Linked DNA regions of Mus musculus: region 1 is linked to region 2. The links are chromatin contacts, called in public HiChIP or PLAC-seq maps. All regions are on one chromosome and are shown on one strand. The core of a region is the stretch at or near the end of the contact, and the rest is flanking DNA. Distances in the headings are between cores, read along the strand shown.

Region 1 (2,861 bases), core at 76-2,575, 300 kb before region 2:
AAATATAAATGTTTTGTGTCTTTTATTTGGGAACTAAGTCTCAGGTGTGGTAGAAACCCCCAAATAATATTTACCGCAATACCTCATTCTACAGATAGGGAAACTGAGGCTCAGAGTGGCCCTTGGAGCTTGCTTTGTAGATAAGTGTCATGCCACACGAGTTAGTATCAATGAAAAGTAATGTAATGCAACATACTTACATTTGTTATAGCTGCTAACATTAGCTGAATGTGGCTATAGATCAGCACCTTCTTATCCTCTCCGCACAACCAATTAACAGGTCCACACGGGACTGAAACTCTCATCTCTCATCTCTTAGACAGAGACTTATAGACTACAGCTCCCCCACCCCCTACCCCACTGTTAAATTTAGCTCACAATTTGTTTTATAAATAAAGTTTTAATAGAATACAGCCACACTGTTGGTTATCTGCTTGTGCGTGATTGTTTCTACACTAGAGGTGGAATCAGGTAGGGGCAAACAAAATAAAACACTAAAACAAACCATCTCTCCTCCCAAGCCTGCGGTATTGCGAGCAAAGTTGCCGATGATTATCTGCCGCTCCGCAGAACATGCTTGCAGCTTATTGTCCTGTTACATCTTCAAATGCTGAGATCGTGCCTTACTAATTTCTTTTCTAAGATGAGGGTCTCACATACTTGGCTGCTGAATTCCAACTTTCTCTGTGGCTGAGGACTGTCTCCACCTTCTGATCCTCCTGCCTCTGCCTCCAGAGTGTTGGGATTACAGGAATGAGTCACTGGGCCTAGAATGCCTTACCGATTTCTTTATTACATTCAGATGAGTACGATCCTAGTCATGAAAACGTAGGTCAATAAGCCCTAGAGGAGGACACTCCTGTGTTCTTTCCCTCACAATACTGGTACCGTGACTGAGCCTTCCCGTATTTGATGAATCAGCTTGTCTTCTTTTTCAAACACAGACAACCTGAAAGGGCCATCAGAGGCTCAACCCTGAGCAGTCAAGACAGCGTCTGGGAAGAAGAGATGCTAAGAGATGCTAAGAAGAGATGCATCAAAGGGCCAGGTTTCTCATCTGTCTAAATGCCATAGCTGTCTCAAGTACTTCCCTGAAGCACAGAGGATGCTGGGGACGTCCCTGTGAACACTTGGAACCTGGCTGTTTACTCTAAGTGTCTGTAGCAACTGGTGCTTCCCTGCTTCTTATTGCTCTACAGTCAACCCGCAGCACAATCTGTCAGTACAAGAATCCCAGTGGCTGGGGATCATCTGTGGAGGCTGCACCGTCCGTAGCTGAGAGGAGTAGTGTACACACAGGGCAGGAAGCAGCTGGCCCTGCCCTTTCCCACATGCAAATATCACAAATGGCAGATGTTAATACTGGCACCACTCCAGGATGGGATCTTGGAAGTGGAAGCTGATGTCTGTCAAAACAGAGGCCCTGGCCACAAGGGTATAGTAGGAGGCTGCTCCCCTGTCATGGGTGCTCTTGGCCTGTATTCCCTGCTGGGACTCACATGGCATCAGTTTTCATTATTACATCAGGGCATGTGCTGCTGACGGAACATGCTAAGGACTCTTAGGATACAGACAGGACTCAGCCAAGGTGGAAAGCCACAGAAAAGCTACCCACAGTGATCAAACGGTCATGGTTAAGGGAGGAGAGGAAGAAGACACTGGTCCTCTTCCTGAGCACAGAAGGTCTCTCTGGGTAGTGCCACTATGCAAAGCAACCCATTTAAGGTGAAGACAAATACTGCTTAGTTGGGGTTCAGGTAAAAATTTCAGTCTTCAGGGTCAAAGCAGAAGGATGGAGAATTCAAAGCCAGCTATATAGTGACTCTCTCAAAAAGAAAAAGAAAAATGCTTAGATTCTTAGGAGCCAGATTTGGGTGTAATCCACACTAACCAGAATATCATGTGAATATGAGAGAGAGAAAGAGCACAGAAACAGGAAGGAAAGTGGTAGTTTGCATAGTTTGCCTGAGAAGTGTCCCCCCACAGTTTGGGGCATTGGAGCACTTGGTTCTCAGTTGGTGGCACACTGTTTGGAAAGGTTTAGATGATATAGCCTTGCTGGAGGAAGTATGACATTGGGGGCAGGCTTTGAGATTAAAAGCCTCACACCCATTCAAATCCATTTTCTTTGCTTTGTGTTCGCTGATTGAAGATGTGAGCCTTCAGCTTCCTGCTCCTGCCATCAAGCCTGCCTCTTGCTGCTATGCCTTCTTACCATGACAGACTCTTATCCGACTGGAAGCCCAAATTAGCCCTTCCCTCTATAAACTGCCTTTGTTGTGGTGTTTTATCAGCAACAGAAACATAATTAACACACACTTGAACTTACACTGGAATCAGGAACACCCCTCACCCCCAATTTTTGGCTTGATAGATGCGACTGCCTAGGAACAACCTCTCTCCCCGCCCCACCTCCCAAGTTTCTGGTTTGATAAATCTGGGGTATGATTTCCTAATAAATTCCTTGTGCCTGCTGTTGAGTTGGAGACCACATTTTGAGGCCCACCGTTCTAAAATCTTCTATTCAAGATTACTGGTTAACAGAGACATCAGCTAGTGCCTGATTAGGAAGCAGAGTTGAGAGCCCAGTCCAGGCCTGAGGAATGAGTCTGTGATGTAATTCTTGTCACTGAAGAGTGAATGACACTCTTAAAGAGACCACTGTTGCCTAGCGTACCTTCCAGTGTACAAGGAAGAAACAAGGCCAAAGAGATAGCAGATCTGAAGCAGGGAAGAAAACCCCTTGGGTTGAGGACATAACTGAGCAGCAGAAACAACTGGCTGATGTGTGCTAAGGCCCAGAGTTTAATCCCAAGCAACATAACACAGGGGGACCTACCTTGGCGTGGCTGTAGATATCC
Region 2 (2,783 bases), core at 24-2,523:
AAGCTTTGAATACTTACATGCCCATACATTTTTCTTTCTGAAAAAAAATAGAAATATATGAAAAGAAAAAAACAGCCACCAAACCCAGACACTATTGCATATGCCAGCAAGAGTTTGCTGAAAGGACCCTGAAATAGCTGTTTCGTGTGAGGCTATGCTAGTGCCTGGCAAATACAGAAGTGGATGCTCACAGTCATCTATAGGATGGAACACAGGGCCCCCAGTGGAGGAGCTAGAGAAAGCACCCAAGGAGCTCAAGGGGTCTGAAACCCTATAGGTGGAACAACAATATGAACTAACCAGTACCCCCAGAGCTCGTAACTCTAGCTGGGTATGTAGCACAAGATGGCCTAGTTGGTCATCATTGGGAAGAGAGGCCCCTAGGTCTTGCAAACTTTATATGCCCCAGTACAGGGGAACACCAGGGCCAAGAAGTGGGAGTGGGTGGGTTGGGGAGCCGGACAGGGGGAGGATATAGGGGACTTTTGGGATAGCATTTGAAATGTAAATAAAGAAAATATCTAATTAAAACAAAAAGAAAAGAAGAAAAATCCATGATATATTCTTCAAAATTAATCTTTAATTTTGTTTCTAGACTTTGTAAATTTGTTTCTAGACTGCCCAGAGTATAGGTGTGTCATCCTTTACCTGGGAGGTCCTGCAGGCTTGGGCATCCAGGCATTCTCTCATTCACATGTGTTCTGGCTTACATGACAGCGAGATGGACATCTTAACGGGTGAACATCTGGGCTCAGCTTGACTTTATTCCTCAAGTTAACCCTTAGAAGCACAGCCATAGGACCAATGTGTATCCACTTTCCAAAGGATTCTGGCACCTACTGTCAAATCGTCTTTCATAAACTAATTTTCCTTAATATGCCATTCCCCTTTTTATTTCTTTATCCAAGAATTTACAAGAAACATTTTCCTATGGCTGAATGATGCTGGAATTCAGGAACCCTCATAAACTGCTCACAGCTCTTCTTTTAATGTGTGTTTCCTACCAAACCCTAGAAACATCTTTTCTGACATTCCCAACATTCTACTAGTTTCTCCATGGGGCTTTTGTTTATGCTCTTCTGGGTCCTCAAGAGCTCTGATGTTGCTCTTGCTCGGCATGATTGTTTCCTTCTCCAAATTCCTGTTGAACTCACAGGCTTTTCCAGAGTTTCATCTGGGTTAATGATGTTTACCAAGCTAGACAGAGACACCTTGAGCAAATGCCAAGACTACTGTACTGAACACTAATATTCCAGAAAGGGAAGTGAGTCTCCCAGCCTGCCAGCATGACTCCATTATGATTAAGCATATCTGATTAATATCGTTTCCTCTCTTGAAGAGCTAGCTAGGCAGCTGGATTAAAGGGGAAAAGGAAGACAATTAATATCTATATGGAAAATTTTTCGTTAATTTTTTTTAGATCTCTCTCTCTCACACATACACACATACACACACAGAGAGAGATACACACACACACAGACACAGCTCCCAGGCAATCTGCTAAACTCTTCATGAATACAAACTCATATTTATTACACATTAGAAGGCCTTGATTATTCACGGTGAGAAAACTGGAACAGAACTGTTCGCAGGTTAGTGACTCGTCCGTAACTCAGCAGTAGAACTGGAATTTGAACCCAGGTTGGATGGTTCTGTAAATAACAGACACAATCACTGTGTTCTGCTGACCAACTCAGTTGTTAATGTAATCCCATAAGCATTTATAATAATCCTAGGAGTCAGAAAATTCTTTTTAAGCTGTTTATAAGAAATTTAAGAATGGAAGACATTAAGATTTTTATGTGAGTTACAACAGAAAGCAAGCCGTGGTGTTAGTTGGGACCCAAACCTAGAATATTCAACTCAAAATCTACTATAGTCTTAGTGTATATTCAGGGACTTGCCTAGCTATCATGTAAAAAGTAATGACTCTGAGCCATTAGACAGAGATGTATGATGTCCATTAGGCAGATAAATGACCGTGCCCAAGGAATATTGATTAGTTGACTGTCATCTCTGCATTGAAGATGATTTCTAATGCAGTGACCCTGAACTCTAGTAGAAGCCCTGTCCTGACTATAGAAGGCTAGATCATCTATATCTAGTCTGTATCTATGTGGATTTAGTTTGATCTATATGTATCTCAGAGGGTTCAAGCTAAGTATCTAAGCCTGGGCTCAGAAGATGGACTCTCATGTTGCAATTTTTTAGCATCTGCTGAATGCCAAAGTCATAGACAAAGAAATGAGAATGATGTCAGAACTAACCTACTATTTATGTCTTGGACTCATTAAACCAAGATCAATCTTGACAGTTACAGAGAGACTCCTGGCATTCAGAGCCCATAAGGACAGTCTGTTCATAGGGAATTCTGATGCAGATTCATATAATCCCAATGTTAGCAGAGGTTCCAATGGCTTTGCTTTCCCATAATATTTCAAAACAATATCTGAATAGTCTATAAGGGAATAAACCTATAAGAACTGTAAATGTCACAAACCTACCGAAAGTACATGAAAATTTAAAAGTGACACATAAAGGGGCTCTCTGTTCATTCCATGGTAGTATAAAATAAAATAAAACCTTGACAAAGTAGAAAATAAAGGCTATGTTATTGTGTCGGAGAGAGGCCTGCCCTACCTGTGTCACCACTGGATGCTTCTCTGCTGTAGATAGATGGCCGTTTGTCAGGAGGGGGATGTTATAGACACTTGCAGGCACTGACAGGGAATCAGATTCATGGAGCTCTGGGGTTTCTTTCAGTCTCAACATTCTAGGAAACC

Evidence for each region. HiChIP or PLAC-seq counts read pairs in DNA pulled down with a chosen protein or histone mark.
Region 1: a contact with region 2 is called in a FOXA1 HiChIP or PLAC-seq map of pancreatic cancer cells. The contact joins two enhancer-like sites. A contact is called at or near these places in 1 of 15 datasets of contacts at CTCF or cohesin (embryonic stem cells), 8 of 484 Hi-C or Micro-C datasets (embryonic stem cells, primordial germ cells and stem cell-derived neural progenitor cells), 2 of 115 datasets of contacts at active chromatin or transcription factors (embryonic stem cells and pancreatic cancer cells) and 1 of 9 other capture datasets (embryonic stem cells).

What each region holds. Positions count from the first base shown.
Region 1 is chr10:85,654,570-85,657,430 of GRCm38.p6, reverse strand. Btbd11 (BTB (POZ) domain containing 11) reads right to left here. Exons shown (of 17, transcript NM_028709.2): 16 at 2,840-2,861. Among named protein-coding and RNA genes, the nearest start is that of Gm6713, 55 kb to the left of the region's middle. Within about 2 kb of position 1,325, at least 26 of the 459 cell types and tissues checked have an H3K27ac peak or open chromatin away from gene starts, as enhancers often do. A contact at or near this core is called in pancreatic cancer cells, where this site is marked.
Region 2 is chr10:85,349,746-85,352,528 of GRCm38.p6, reverse strand. No RefSeq gene overlaps it. Among named protein-coding and RNA genes, the nearest start is that of Gm34712, 3.6 kb to the right of the region's middle. Within about 2 kb of position 1,273, at least 12 of the 459 cell types and tissues checked have an H3K27ac peak or open chromatin away from gene starts, as enhancers often do. A contact at or near this core is called in pancreatic cancer cells, where this site is marked.